Regions from separate parts of the Gossypium hirsutum genome. Here region 1 is linked to region 2. Evidence: chromatin contacts called from public Hi-C data. All regions are on one chromosome and are shown on one strand. Each heading gives the region's core, a stretch centred on a gene start, on an enhancer-like site or on the middle of the called end of the contact. The rest is flanking DNA. Distances are from core to core; before and after follow the strand shown. Region 1 holds the start of LOC107910298. Region 2 holds the start of LOC107910682 (bromodomain-containing protein DDB_G0270170).

Region 1 (7,686 bases), core at 1,352-3,851, 150 kb after region 2:
CATCTTTTATGGTGGTGAAGAACTGAAGATCATATTAGGAAATTGAATATCTAATGTGAAGTAGTATGCATTTGTGCAACAACCACCCCGTAACATAGTGAAGAGACAGAGACTGTTTACTTGAAAACAGGAAAATTACAATAAATTCACATATTATTTCATACCGAGGATGACAATATCAGTTAAGTGTTAAAACAGCATCTGAATAATAACAAGGTAGCCCATTCATATGGCAGTTTCAATTTCATCAGAGTTCACCGCAACTCCATTCGGAGCATCTTCGGATCGAAGCTGAGCAGAAACATCATCAATAGCAGAGTTCAACTGAGCAATCTTCTCGGTCAGTATCTTTCGTGTTTTCTGCAACACAAACCCCACTTATTACCATTTAAAGGACGCATGTTTAATCCGTAATCACTTGTCCTTTAGACGCCAATAATTATAGACAAAAAAGGTGGGAGGGGGGGAAGTTACCTCCAAAGCTTTTTCTTCATCATATATGAATTTAGGTAGTCTCTTCATTAGATCCTTTCTATCAGCTCCAGCTACTGCCTTGCTGATCTATTGAAGAATAACAAGAAAACCCAAATTCAACATCATATAAGCCATGACAATAAATAGTGCAGGTTATACAAAAAGCCAAACACAAATAATAGTTCCCAGAGTTCTGCAGGTCTGAATCATCTAAACAGAAAAATCAGAAACTATAAAATCAGAACGAATTGATGAATCAATGGAGATGTTTTATTTTACTTGAACAGATAACAAATATGCATAATGGAGAAACAAGGAGATATTTTAGTGCAATTTTGCATCCATTTGCAATGCTAATATCACCTGGGGAGCAAATACACATCCAAGTGCACCAACCACAAGTCCTCCCAAAATAAAACCTCCAACAAAGATGCTTGCACTGCTTGGTCTTTCACCATCACTAAGGACACAAGAAGAGAAAGACTCCCACTGAGTATTTCTATAATATTAATGCCCACAACAGAACATCTAAAAACAACATAATACAAACTTAAGGTATGTTACTCAAGACTTAGATATGAATGTCGGTTACATGTATATGTTCGACATGGGTATATTCAAAATTTTCTAAGTTTTTTCCATACATTTGGATGGTCTTTGGAGTGTCATCTCTCCATATCCAATCCAAATGTGTCTGAAACATACACTTGAAGAAAAATAAAAAGTTGGATCAACATAGAACCTAAGTATTTAGTTGATAATGCTTTCATTAGTAGGTGCCAGTTACAGGACTACTTGTACGTACTATTATGCATTCTTGTGCTCCGAACGTGATCAGTGATGATACCTGTAGGAAGCTTGAACTGTTACTACTGGCCTTCTAGAGGAAGAAAGATGCAGTTTTCCTAAGCCATTACAATTGAATGACAAGTTTGTGGGACTAGCACCCCCTGCTGTCTTTAAATGTGAGCCTAAACACACACACACAAAAAAAGTAAGGAACAAAACAATGATACAGCTTTGGTGTAGACATACAATAGAAAATAGAATTAATATTAGTTTAGTTTTGCGTTTGTATAAAGAGCAAAGACAACCAATTTTCTGATTTCAAAGAACGGACATGAACATGATGACGATAATGATGGTATGATCTAAAAATCTGAATCAACACTAAAACCCTGATTCTTGTTGTAAAAGATCTGAACGGCTGAACTAAAATAAACAAACAATCATGAGCATCATGTCAAACAATCAATTCCAACCAAGCTATTACCTTTAGCGAATCCAATCGTTATCTTTTCATCTTTAGCTTACAGCATTTGCAGTCGGTTATTTCCCCAGGGTTTAAGGGTACACCAAGTCAAATATTTTATAAGTATGCTAACAAATTTAAAGAACGAATAAGGCCTATTGTAATTATTCTACTACCCTCCCACAGCTTCAATATTGAAAATTTAATCAAAGTCCACAGATACAACGAAGATGGATCATATTCCTTCAATTTTTTTTTCTGCATCACTATCTTATTTCACTGAATAAAAAAAAAACAAGTACAGTTTAGGGCAATCAAAATTAAGCAGGGTCTTGAACCCAAAAAAATCATGGAAATGACTAGTGTAGAACTAAATGCAGCTAAAAGTTTTCAGCTACTGCAATAAATCCGACGGCCTAAGCAAGAAAGAAGAGGAGAGTATTAATTTATTATGCATTAGAACTTAGAATTTGAATCATATTCCATTTAAAATAAAGTTGATTAGAACGAATGAACAGAAAAAACAAGATTAGAAGAAAAAAAGAACAGAGATGAAGAAAAGGAATTATATTACCAGAAGAAGATAATTGGAATGGAAGACTTGTGGGTAAAACCAAAGAATTAGAGAGGATAGTCATAATGTAAGAGAGAGAGAGAGAGAGAGAAAGAAATGCAAAGGAAAGGAAGCAGGTGAGAATTGAAAGCAGGGAAGTTGATTTTGACTTTGAGAAGCCCTGTGGTGGAAGTTGTTGGGCCAGGCCTAACTTCTTCTATGGCGCCCGTTGTTTACTTATATTTCTGAAATATAGATATTTATCAGTTCTGGGACATCATGAGGGTTTCTGTGCTGGTTCAGAATTTGTAGTCCAATACTCCAATTCTGTCATGCAGTGCTACAAGTTATTTTAATATTAATTTATTTAATATATTTAATCGAAAGAATTATAAATTTAATTTAAAATATTTTAAAAAATTATAAATATTATTATAATAATATTTTATTTTTTATTTTTATATAAATTAAAAATATTTTAAAACACTAAAAAATAATCGAGGTCCAAGAATCAAACTGGAATTGACGAAAATTTGTACATTTATTATTAAGATTTTTATAAATATATTTTTACATAAAAGATTTTACTTTTACACACGTGAGTGTGATATAATCCAACGTTCTAAAATTAAATTAATTCAACCAAAATATTATACAACTCCCATTGTATGCTTGGAAATTGGTTTTAACCGAGCAAAGTGAATGGCTTTGGGCAGAGAATCCACTTAAAATTGTTAAATCAACCTAAACAATCGATAGTGTGCCAACTTGACATATTTATGTGCTTTATTCAATTTGGCGTTGTGCCTTTCTACCGTTTTCTTTTCTTTTTCTATTTTATTTTTTTAGCTTTATTCAATTATATTTCCTTTGTTATTTTCTTTTATTATGAGCAACTAAATCAATTTCTAACCAAAGGTAAACCAAAATTCGATATTTGAATTGTGAGATCCGAAATCGTATTTAACCCTTCTCGTTAAGGTATTTGCTTTTTCTCCAGGTCAAGAGATAGATAGGATCGTCTCATAGTATTGTTTTTAGCTCCATGTCAAGAAGGATCCTTTATACAGTGCTGGGAACAATACACAATTGGTACAACTAATTTGGTGCTGAATTACTTTACCGATGAACAAATTGGTGTGGTTCAATTGGTAGTGCAGTTGGGTGACGTCGTGGGATTAAGTGATCTAATCTAAATGATCCACGCAGTTGAGATTGTTAACAAGAGTATGATTCTTCTAGTTTGCAAGGCTGCTGACGGATTAAGTCGTGGAAGCGTCTTTTGGGGTTATTCATTCGATAAGGGTTAATCGTTGGGTGGTTCCCACGATTATTTACGATTAAGGAAGAATTGGTTGTTGAAGCGTCCTTAATCACTATATATGTAACTGCCCGCCCAATGAAGTTCTAGTATTCGGTTACTGTTTATCGAGATATGGTCTTTAAAGTAAATTTTGAATAAGGTATTAGTTTTGACTAAGTATAAGACTCTATGAATACGCTAACTGGGGAATCTTGTGTTTGGCGAGCTCAGTAGTTTGGTCTGTAGAGTATACACCACCCTAGTTGTTTAGGCGTTTAAGTTAAGTTCGTAATTTGATAGAATTAGTTATTATTTTTGGGTGGGACGATTTAGTTAGTCTAAGGAGAACTGGTTAGAATGGAACTAAATTACTATAGTTGATAAGACTAAAATTATGGTAAGAGTACTTAGTCACGGTTATCGAGGGAGGGTTAGTGGGATAATTTGACTTTTTCTCTAAACCTTACTTTCGTGTTTAGTTGTATAAAGTTAGTAGTGACTTCTTGGGCAAGTTTTATGTCTTCTTCGCATTCATTTTCCTTTTAGATTTTTCTCTACTCTCACTTCTTCTGAAACTTAAGACCAGAAACCTGCTTAAAGTTGGGTTTGCTGTATTTAGCTAACTCATTCGTTTATTTTAGCACTCTGGAAACTATCGGTGAACTCTAGGTTATTTATTGGTTATTTACGTGATCTTAGCAATGCATGCTTTAGTGTTAAATTTGTATGTAAGGAAGGAAAATTCCTGAATCTGGGTTTTATGATGGTTTTTCTTGCAAGCATATTTAATTTATGGTATAGTGATCTGATAAGTTTAACTATCTATATTGTAGCTCAAGACACTCTTGAAGGTTCTCGTGATAAGGGCAAAGGTCCTGCTGTTTAGACTTATTGCACTTTCTGGTAAGTTCCATCTTACTTCTATGTGTGTATTGTCTTTGTTAATATTTTGCTTAAGGTAAGTATTCATACCCTGAAAGATGAAATGTCTGTATATGAATGATGGTTTTTCGGAGTTGTTAGTCTGATTTTGGCGTATCTGTGTTAAAGAGTATGAACTATTCTTCATCTTTAAACCACTACCTTTTACTCTAGCAAGAACGATATAAACTGAATCATGGAAATGATGGTTAAGGAAAATATATTCATGGCATTGCCTTCAATGGATTGTACATTGAACTAGCAGATCATGATACATGAAAAATGTTGTGTAGCCTCTAGCAGGGCAATTATACGTTGCAAACCAAATTGTCAAATCACAACAAAAGACATAAATGATATGGCTTTGACTAAAGGATCCGAGTACATGGTTAACATGAAAAAAGTTTGTCTAAATGGTGTCATGGGTGTACCATATACGCCAAAGGAAAGGTATGCGTATAGGTTGTCTGTGTACGGTACTCGCCATCTAACGTATAGTGTGATTGTTTGACTCTTTGAAATGGTGCATTTGGGTGTATTAGTAAATATTTGACATGTTTTCTCTAGGAACTCACTAAGTTCTTTGAACTTACTTAATTACCTCTCCTTCTCAGGCTTGCTGTAGAAGTAAAAGAAGTATTGTTGGACTACGACAGAGGACAATTTTTTTTGTGAGATTTCTAGTGTTTTGTATTATGCATGACATGGCAGGGTGATGTCGAGATGTTTAATTTTGAAGAATGAATCTTGTATTTAAACTTATGTTCATGAAAGTGTGATTCTAATGAATTTACAATGAAGTATTTATAGTGATACAATGTGCTATTTTAATTAGTCTTGTACGTCAAATGGTTTATATTTCATATCACCTTACACTATAGTTTAAGTTAGTTGCACTAAAAATAGTTTTTAAGATAATGGTTTAAAGTAGTGACACAATATTATTGGATCCTCCTTAAGGACTGGGTTTGGAGTGTTTCAAGTTTTGGAATCAGAGCTAAGGTTTAGCCAATTCTTGAAAAGACTGAAGGCAATGTCACACTCCTATCATCCATAGTACACCTCTAGCTTAGTCCTTAATGCTTTGTACTAAGATAAATCTTCTTTTGTAGTGAGATAAGAAAATGTCTAATAGCTTTAAAGAAGTCGCCGTGAGGAAATGGAAAGTCATGTGCCTACCCAAGAACAAGCTACTACTGCCAACAACATGGGTAATACAAAGAACGCATTTAGAAATGTGTTTTTCACGATGATGAATCAATTGTTTGATCAATTATTGGAAACAACCAAGAACCTCAACCACAACAATCTTATCAGCCACAACATGAAGTGGTTCATTCAACTCAACTTGCTCCACCTTTACCTACTACAACTCAACTTAAGATTGATCCTATTAGAGAGATTCAGAAAATAGGTGCCAAGGAGTTCCTTGGTGATAAGGGAAATGTAACAACCCATTTTTAGTGAAATCAGAATAGTGGTTTTGGGACAACAAATCTGAAGTCAAAAAATTTATTGTATTACTTTTTTATGGTCTACAACATGATAGTATTATTGTATAAAAATTTTGTTAAAAAATTTTACCTGCTCAATTTGATAAAAAGAACTAAATTGCGTAAAGTGCAAAAGTTGAGTTCTAATAGCTAGAGGTATTAAATAGCTATGGAACTTTAAAATGGATGTCCTTATATGGTAATTAGACCATTAGTATGTTAGTGGATGATAATGGCTTGGCAATTTTGAAATTTGGCTTAGTTATTAAGGTTAATTTTAGAAATTAGAAAATAAAGATTAAATAAATAAAACAATTAAAGCCTTCATCTTTTAATTTCTTCTTCAACCGAATATCAAGAAAAAAAAGCCCTTTTTTCACTTCAAATTCGACCAAGCTTGTAAGCTTAATTAGGTATGCATTTTTGTCCCGTTTTTGATAATTTCTATGTTTTCGGGATCGTTGTAGCTTAATTTAGCTAGCCCGGGGACTAATTTGAAAAATTGTTAAACTATTAGGGTTTTTCCATTGATGATTATGCTTGAGTTTTGATGTTTAATAATATAAAAATGAATGGTTTTTGTTAGATAAACAACTTTTGTAAAGGAATTTTTGATGAAATTATCAATTAGGGGTTAAATTGAAAAATGGAAAATATTGTGAATTTCTGAAATATATGGGCTACTATTAGTATAAATAGAAACTGGCTAGGCTTGGGTAAGGGAAAAATTGCATGAATTTCATTTTCTAAGCCTAGAGACTAAAAAATAAATTGTAAAGAAATTAAAAGTATAGGGGCAAAATGGTAATTTTTTCAAAAATATGTTTTGGATTAAATTGAATGAATTATATGTTGAAATGAGTTAAATTTATCTGTAGAGATGTAGTTAGACCTTGTACGGAGTTAGATCGAGGCAAAGAGAAAGTCTCGGAATAATCGCCTCCGTATCTATGTATATTCGTCGAGGTAAGTTCGTGTAATTAAATTGTGTATTTATATGCTTTAATTGAAGTATATGTATGTGAATTGTATAATTTCCATGTATGAATACCAATCGCATATCCAACGACATACGACGATTACTAAGTCCCGTTTGAACCTTAGGAATTCGTCGGATGTAAATGACATGCCATTAGGGTTACCGATTTCAGCTCGAGAGAGCTTACCGTTATTCAGCTCGCATGAGCTTACTGTTACTCAGCTCGTATGATCTTACTGATTACAGCTCGTACGAGCATACAGATTCTTAGCTCGTATGAGCATACATGTACAGGAATTGACGGATTACAGTTTAGCAAACCATGTATGAGCTACCCGAGTATCCAACGATATTCTAAATGATTCAACGGGTACAATTTTGTTATGAGATTATATGAGTTCGATACGAACTATTACAGGTATATACAGGAAATATATGGAAATGTTATTACATGATATATTGTTGAATGTAATAGGTGATACATGAATATGGAAATTTGATTTTTTATTAAGCTCATCCATGAATTGGTATATATATGTGATTTTACATGGCTAACATGTTGGTGAATATGTGTTTAGGCACTTGGCCAAGTTGTGTTGGGATATTTATTGTTTACTTACCTTATATGTGAATAAATGGTAAGTTAAATTCTATATTATACGGGCTTACTAAGCTTAAATGATTACTTTGTGTTATTTTTCGTGTTTTATA
Region 2 (7,328 bases), core at 590-3,089:
CATCAACCAGCCAGTCCTGTACACCTTGTACCAGGGTAGACAGATAACATTATCCATATTAGCAAAGTGAAGTCTAGCAAAACAAACCTCAAATTGTTCCAAGGTTGTATAAGCTCCCCCATCAAGTTTTTTCCTGACAGTCGAAAAGTCCATTGGGTTTGCGACAATGTCACAGTAATCAGGAAGCTGTATTGAGATCAATCCAACATGATCACATGAAATGGATTTCACTTTTCAGTAATCGACATTTTATTCAAGAATGAAAAAGAGAATGAACCTCTTTGAGATCAACTGGCTCAGAGAAAACCCCGTAAGTGTCCTTCCTGCAAGTAGTAGATAAATCTCATAAAAAGATAGGATAAAAGAAAAAGGATAATTGAAGAACCGAAAATAACAGATACTTTTGAAGCCTGTCAAGAATGAACAGCAACAACTTTTTGTCTGGCAAAGGTGTCGTGGGGCCAAACTCCACCGGTGACCCTGTCCACATATAAAGAACATAAATTTAAGAATTCCCATAAATGCCTTTTCATGAAAGTCGGGATTGATTTTTACCATGAAGTGTGTGCGTAGTTTTGGATACTTTTTCTCCCTGCAAACAAGACAACATATTTAACAACCCAAATAGAAACTACAGATGGAGATGGTTTGCCTTGTTCATTGAAGAATTGGTGATGAAAAGTAGCATTAAAATGAGCAGAAATAAAAAGTAGAATTATTATTTTGTTTTTGATAAGCGAATTATTCTTAATATTAAAGAAAAGACAAATTGAAGCTTTTGGGTCTTCAGACATGATGGTCTGTGCATATCTTATTCTGCACATAAATAAAGGCCAGATAAATACAAGATAATAAAGAATAAAATTTGTAGAATTAGGAAATAAAGAAGATTTTCAAGACAAAATCAAGTTTTCCGAAAATAAAAAAATAAAAAAAAAGTAAGATAAATATCAAATAACCAAAAAAGAAAAAAGAAAAGCACAGTTCACGACTTAGTCAAACCTGTCCAATGTCCATAATCTCCGATCCAATCACAAGAATGCAATTCACGCGCGAAATCCAAAAGTTCAATTTCAAAAAGGAAATAAATAAAAATATCCAAACAAAGTATAGGAAAATCTCTCTTTTTCTTTTCTTTTTTCGTTCTTCTTTTGTCTGTTTTTGTTTCAAAAGACATCACTTCCAAAAACCCACAAAAAGCTATTTTGATTTTTTATATATATTCATGGATAACTAATCACCATTTGATCAGATCTAGGACTGAGGGTGGTAACCTTTCGTCGCTTGAGGGATGCCTCGGGATCGCCACCATCCGCGTTCGAATCGGAACCGCAGGAGGCCGAATTGTGCGCCGAAGGAATCGGATAATGGTGATGATTACGAGAAGAATTGAGGCCGAGCAATAGCTTATGCTTCTTCTGTTGGCGCTCGTCGTCGTCGTCATCATCATCATCATCACCACCTCCTCCGGCAATCCAATCGGGAATTGGGGAGCCTCCGTGGAGATTGGGGTTCCGGCGAGCGGATCGACGGCTGGAATTGGTAGAAGAAATAGTGTTTAGGACATTTAGGGGGTTTTGTTGAAGCGCTTGCTGCTGTTGATGTTGTTTGAGAGAGCGTTTCTGGAGTTCTAAGAGGGAGGGTCTTCCCTTCTTCCTCTTCATTGTCTCTGCTGCTATCTCTCCTCCAATCTCATTACTGTATTCTTTTTTTTCTTGCCCTTTATTATTTTTGTTATTTTTTAATGGAAATATTGGTGTTTTTTTTTTCTTTGATGGAGCAAGGGAGTGGAATCACTGGGATAGGATGCCGGCGTGGAGGGAAAGTCACGTGAAATGGATGGGATGTGCCCCACTCTCACGTGACACGAATTTCATTATTTACATTAAATTTGTAATATTTTTTTATAATATAAATCTTTGTTTAAAAATTTTAATGAAATTCTTTAAAAAATAATTATTTTAAAAATTTTAATGAAATTATTTAAAAAACAATTAATGAATTGAAAAGGTAATGTAATTATAAAACTTTTTTTAAAATATTTAACTAATTTAAAATCAATTATATTAATGTTATATAATTTTAAAAATATTTATTAGTAAAATAATACAAAAAATCATCATGATTTGAATAATAAAATATTATAATTTAGATAATATTATTATTAATTTCTTATATATTAATTCTTTTATGTATTATTAACATTTGATTTTTTATAATTTTATATTTATATTTATTCTACTTTAGTCGATGAATGTAATTAATTTTTACTATAATTGAAAAATATAAATTTAATTTGATAAACATTATTAATATGTTTTTTTTTTAATTATATTTTCAGTTTAACAATTTAGGGCACGTTTAGTTCACTAGAATAGAATAGAGCTATAATGTAATAAAGTTACAATGGAATAGAGCTGTAATCAGTAATTCAATTATTTGGTTGAATTTAATGAAATATAACTGTAATTGTATTATTGTGTTTGGTTGAATGAAATAGATATGTAATAGCATAAAGAAAAAAAACTAAAATGACCATAATACCTTTACCAGAATTTTGTTTAGATGTGGTTATTAAATTTTAATAAGATTATTATCAAATATAATTTAATAAAAATAAAAATAAAAATAAATAATTTAATCCTATTTTAATATAATTATTATTAAATATAATTTAATAACATTCTTAATATAATTATTTTTATATTAATTTATATTAAAATGTTTTTTATTTTTATATTTAATTATATTAAAATATTAAAAAATTTTATTTACTATATTTTAAAATAGTACACTATTATTTGAATGCATTACTTCTCAAGTTATCTCAATTTTATGATTTCAACTAAAGTTTCATTTGTTATTTATATAATTTTTATATAAAACTTTTTACCTATGTTATAATCTAAAATTAATTAATTGTATTAAACACAAAATTTTTATTAAAAAAAGATAAAGTCACAAAGCATCCAAAAGAAAAAGAGCATCTATTTATTTTTCTTTTTTCAACTAAAAGAAACAAAAAATGTTTGTTTATCTACCTTATAAAATTGGAAAAGGTGAAGTTAATGAGAAACAAATAAAAATGTTTGTTTATCTACATTATAAAAACAAAAAAAACAAAAATGTTTGTTTATCTACATTATAAAATTGGAAAAGGTGATGCTAATGAGAAAGTTTTGCATTAATGGTTGCTTTAAAGGAAATGATTAAACAAATTATATCAAATGATATAACCCCAAAAGGCACAAGATTTGGCTACTCTTCATTTCTTCTAACAAATGAAAAATTTCCCAAAATAATGGATCATAAACAAATAAACAAAAGGTCCATTAGAACATAAAAACCCTATTCTCAATCTCATAGCTCTCACTTCCTGAAGATCAAACCCTATCTTTATCTCTGTTACTCCAATTCATTCATTACTTCAACCTTAAACACTCTAATGCACATGCCACTGTGAAAACTGTTAAAGAATAAAAAAAAGAACAATTGCTCATTAGAAGCTTTAGTGATGAATTTAAACCTTTGGAAACAGTTTTGGATCCCAATTGTAGAGCATTAGATGCCTTTGATCCACTGTTGAATGGAACTCTATTAAATGGAACAAGCTTTCTTCATATCTAAATTCTTAGGGCTCCAAATATTCAACTACTTTTTCTGTACAGTTTTTCCAACACATTTAGACCTTCCCAAGTCTTACCAAACTATACATACATACATACATACATACATACATACATACATACATACATACATATGTTACCTGACCTGTCCCCCATGACCTGATAAATTAATGATATCAGTGAAAACAACAATCTTCAAGGCAACAAGATAATACCAACTGGATGCAATAATTTAAATATGATACATACAACATGAGGCAAGCAGTAGGCCATGGCTGTAATCAATCCATCAGATGAAACAAATGAATAAGAATTCCATTTTGGTCTAGAAGACAAGCAAAGAATCCTTATTAGTGCAAGCAAAAAGGGAAAGGAAACATGATTATATGTTATGAAAAATGAATAATATAGAAAGAGAATACAAGTAATTTGTGATCAGAAATAAACCAAAATGCCTATGGACTAAAAATTAGATTTTTCTGTACAAAAATATAAGGAAAACTTACACACACAAAAATGCAGAAAATGGAAGTTCCCCCTCCCTTTTTTGTCCATAAGTACTTCATGACAAACTTGATAAGAACGTAATCATTTTTCATTAAACACGATATTGGATATCTGCTTCTATGTTATGGACATTACCAAAAATATAACACATAACAAGTTACAAAATTGTTTGTCAACATGTTTAGGTTCTAAGATAACATCTTTAAGAACCTAATTTGGCATTGCAACAATGGCAATAGGATGCATGTGTTAGGTGCATATTAATAGTGTTAAATCTACAGCCACATACAAATTTGTCAAGCTCTAAAACTATTGTTGATTCAAGGTCCCATTACCAAAATATCATCGCTTCACAACTAAAGAAAGTTGTGGCTCAATGAAAAGTCAATGTCCACAATAGCTAACACATTAAAAGTGAATTATATGTGTTCAAGACTACTATAGGGACTCAAATTCATGGAGTACAGATGTAAAGGCAAACACATAACAAATGGCCCACATGTAAACTAAAATAAAAAAGATTACACATTTTCTAGTAGCATGTAGGTTCAACCTGATTCTATAACATTATATTAAGCATTTACGACAAATTATACCTGAAGTCTCAAATCCTCCAACCATGAACCTCAAAGACTTCGAGTGCACTATTAATTAAAGCAAATGCAAAACTCTCAAAAGTCTCATCTTGCAAACTGTTAGAGTTCCCTGCTTCTGCATTTAGAAGTTACTGTTATTATAAGATAACCATTTGGGCAAGACAGAGGTCTTTGTAATAAGTGATGGCAAGTATAATATCCCACTCGAATCCGATGAAGATGCAATTGTGGATGAGGTTGCCACTTCTAGTGCCACGGCTTTATGGAAGGAACGGAGGGAGAAAATGTTTTACCTGACGCTGCGATGAAGGTGATTGTCCGTCTGCTTTTTTCAGGTGAGAAAGTGGGAGAGGGCAAAGTGGGGAGTGTTTTTGTGGTGATGGTCTCCTTAAACACCGAATCAATAATCGATGGTGAAGAAACAAAATAGAAATCAGACACTTTTATTGCATAGGCCCGTAACGGAATAAGCCTATAATAGGGCATTCCATTAAACCAAAAAGGTGTTTAGGGTGGGCCCACGGAATAGGGTTGTAATAGCTATGCCATTACATTGAACCAAACATGGCCTTAATATTCATTAATTTAATTTGATAACGTTAAAAATTAATTAAATTAAGTGAAATTTTAAAATAAAGAGATAATTTATTTAAAATCAACTATATATTTAAAATATAAAAATTATAAAAAAATTAAACAAAAACCATAAAATAACATAAAAAAAATTTATCTAAATTGTAAATAACTACCATATATCCAATCAATAAGGGGCAATTTACCATTAAAAGCCACTTTTTTTTAAATTTACCGAAATGGGCCCGGTATTTTATTATTTACCGGAATGGGCCCTTTTCCCCTAAATCGCGTCCACGTCAGTGCGAAGTCAGGGGACGTGTCAGCAAATCGCGTCCATGTAAGCGCGATTTGTTGCCACGTCAACAAAGCGCACTGAGGTGGACGCGATTTGCTGACACATCCCCTGACTTCGCTCTGACGTGGACGCGATTTCGGTAAATTTAAAATTTTAAAAAAAGTGGCTTTTAATGGTAAATTGCCCAGGTTTTTCATTTATAATAATAAATATTAAATTAAATAAAATACAATAATAAATTTTAATATATTTATAATATAATGGTAAATTTACATTTTAACCCGTTTTATGTATAATCGATGGGAAAAATGTTATTTTATAAAATAAAATTATAAAAATAATTAATTTTAATAACGGAAATAAATAAATTTTCTTAACTATGAAATTTATGCGAACAAATTACGGAGTTTAATTTTAAATCCAAATTATCCATTTTTATGACGGTCAACGCAAAAATGTTGACTTTAGGTGTGAAGGAGTGTAGAAAATCAGGAATCTGCGGACGGCGGGGGCTATTGTCACTGTAATTAGTTAATGATTCGGTCACTAACGGTGTGTTTAATAAACTCCAGTACTATTTATTTTATGGTATTTATTATAATATTAATATGCTTCCAAGTAGGAACAAACTTTCTCTTTTTGACTTTTTTTATTTATTTATTTTCTGATTAATTGTTTTTAATTTATGAAAACATTAATAGTGGGACAATAAATGATTACGGAAACTTGAAAAATGCCACATTTCACTGCATGCCCTACGCATGCCATTTTCATTGCATTAAACGCTCTTTTTATTGTTACTCAATTATTTGCTCTCATTATATTTTAAAAAATAAAACTCGATTTATTTTGAAAACTTATCCCAATTTAAGGCGTAAGAAGTGAAAAATAAAAATTAAATATATATAAATAAATTGGAATTCTTTTTGGGTAAAATACCAAAAAAAGCCACTTTTTTTTAAAAAAATTTACCGAAATCGCGCTTACGTGGGCGCGATTTGTTGCCACGTTAGCAAAGCGCACTGACGTGGACGCGATTTGCTGACACGTCACCTGACTTCGCGCTGACGTGGACGCGATTTAGGGAAAAAGGGTCAATTCCGGTAAATAATAAAATATTAGGTCCATTTCGGTAAATTTAAAAAAATGGCTTTTTTTGGTATTTTGCCCATCAATAAGTACATAGACCTGTTAACCGACATTTTTTAAAACCAAATAAAAGAATGTACAAAATTACGTAATATTCTGAAAATGTCTTAGACATATTAAAAAAAAACAATTATAAAACCCTATTTTAAAATTTATTGATAATCATAGGAACTATATAAGTTGAATGTTAATATTTAATGTATAAATATTTTTTTAATGTAAAGTTAGAAAAGATAATAACAGAATAATTATTAAGTAAAGATTTGTATTTTTTTTAAAATTTAGTAAAAGTAATTCTGGAATAAAATTTTAAAAAATTGCTAAATTAGAAAAACCCTATTTTAAAAAAAGAATACACGTAATAAAGTGTAAAGTAGTAATTTCTAATTTTTAATTTTATATAATTGAAAGAATCAAGGGTTCTAATTCTTAATTTTATTTGAAAAATTATTTAAATCTCGGTTTTGTTTTCTTATCTACTAATTATTTTGATCTATTTTTGTTTTAGATAAAACGATTATTAGCAATAAAGGACGACAATGAAGAACTGTGAAAGACTCGTCAATTTAGCTTTAGTAG

The links. Hi-C and Micro-C count contacts between places; a contact is called where the count stands out from the background.
Region 1: a contact with region 2 is called in a Hi-C map of leaf, with 2.7 times the contacts expected there. The contact joins the promoter of LOC107910298 here to the promoter of LOC107910682 in region 2. A contact is called at or near these places in 4 of 34 Hi-C or Micro-C datasets (all in leaf).

Annotation. Positions count from the first base shown.
Region 1 is chrD02:24,526,073-24,533,758 of Gossypium_hirsutum_v2.1, forward strand. It overlaps LOC107910298, which reads right to left and starts at 2,602. Exons shown (of 5, transcript XM_016838105.2): 1 at 2,301-2,602; 2 at 1,322-1,445; 3 at 838-934; 4 at 475-561; 5 at 136-360. The coding sequence starts at 2,364. The coding sequence ends at 226.
Region 2 is chrD02:24,375,233-24,382,560 of Gossypium_hirsutum_v2.1, forward strand. It overlaps LOC107910682 (bromodomain-containing protein DDB_G0270170), which reads right to left and starts at 1,840. Exons shown (of 9, transcript XM_016838639.2): 1 at 1,242-1,840; 2 at 556-592; 3 at 402-480; 4 at 278-323; 5 at 88-186. The coding sequence starts at 1,664.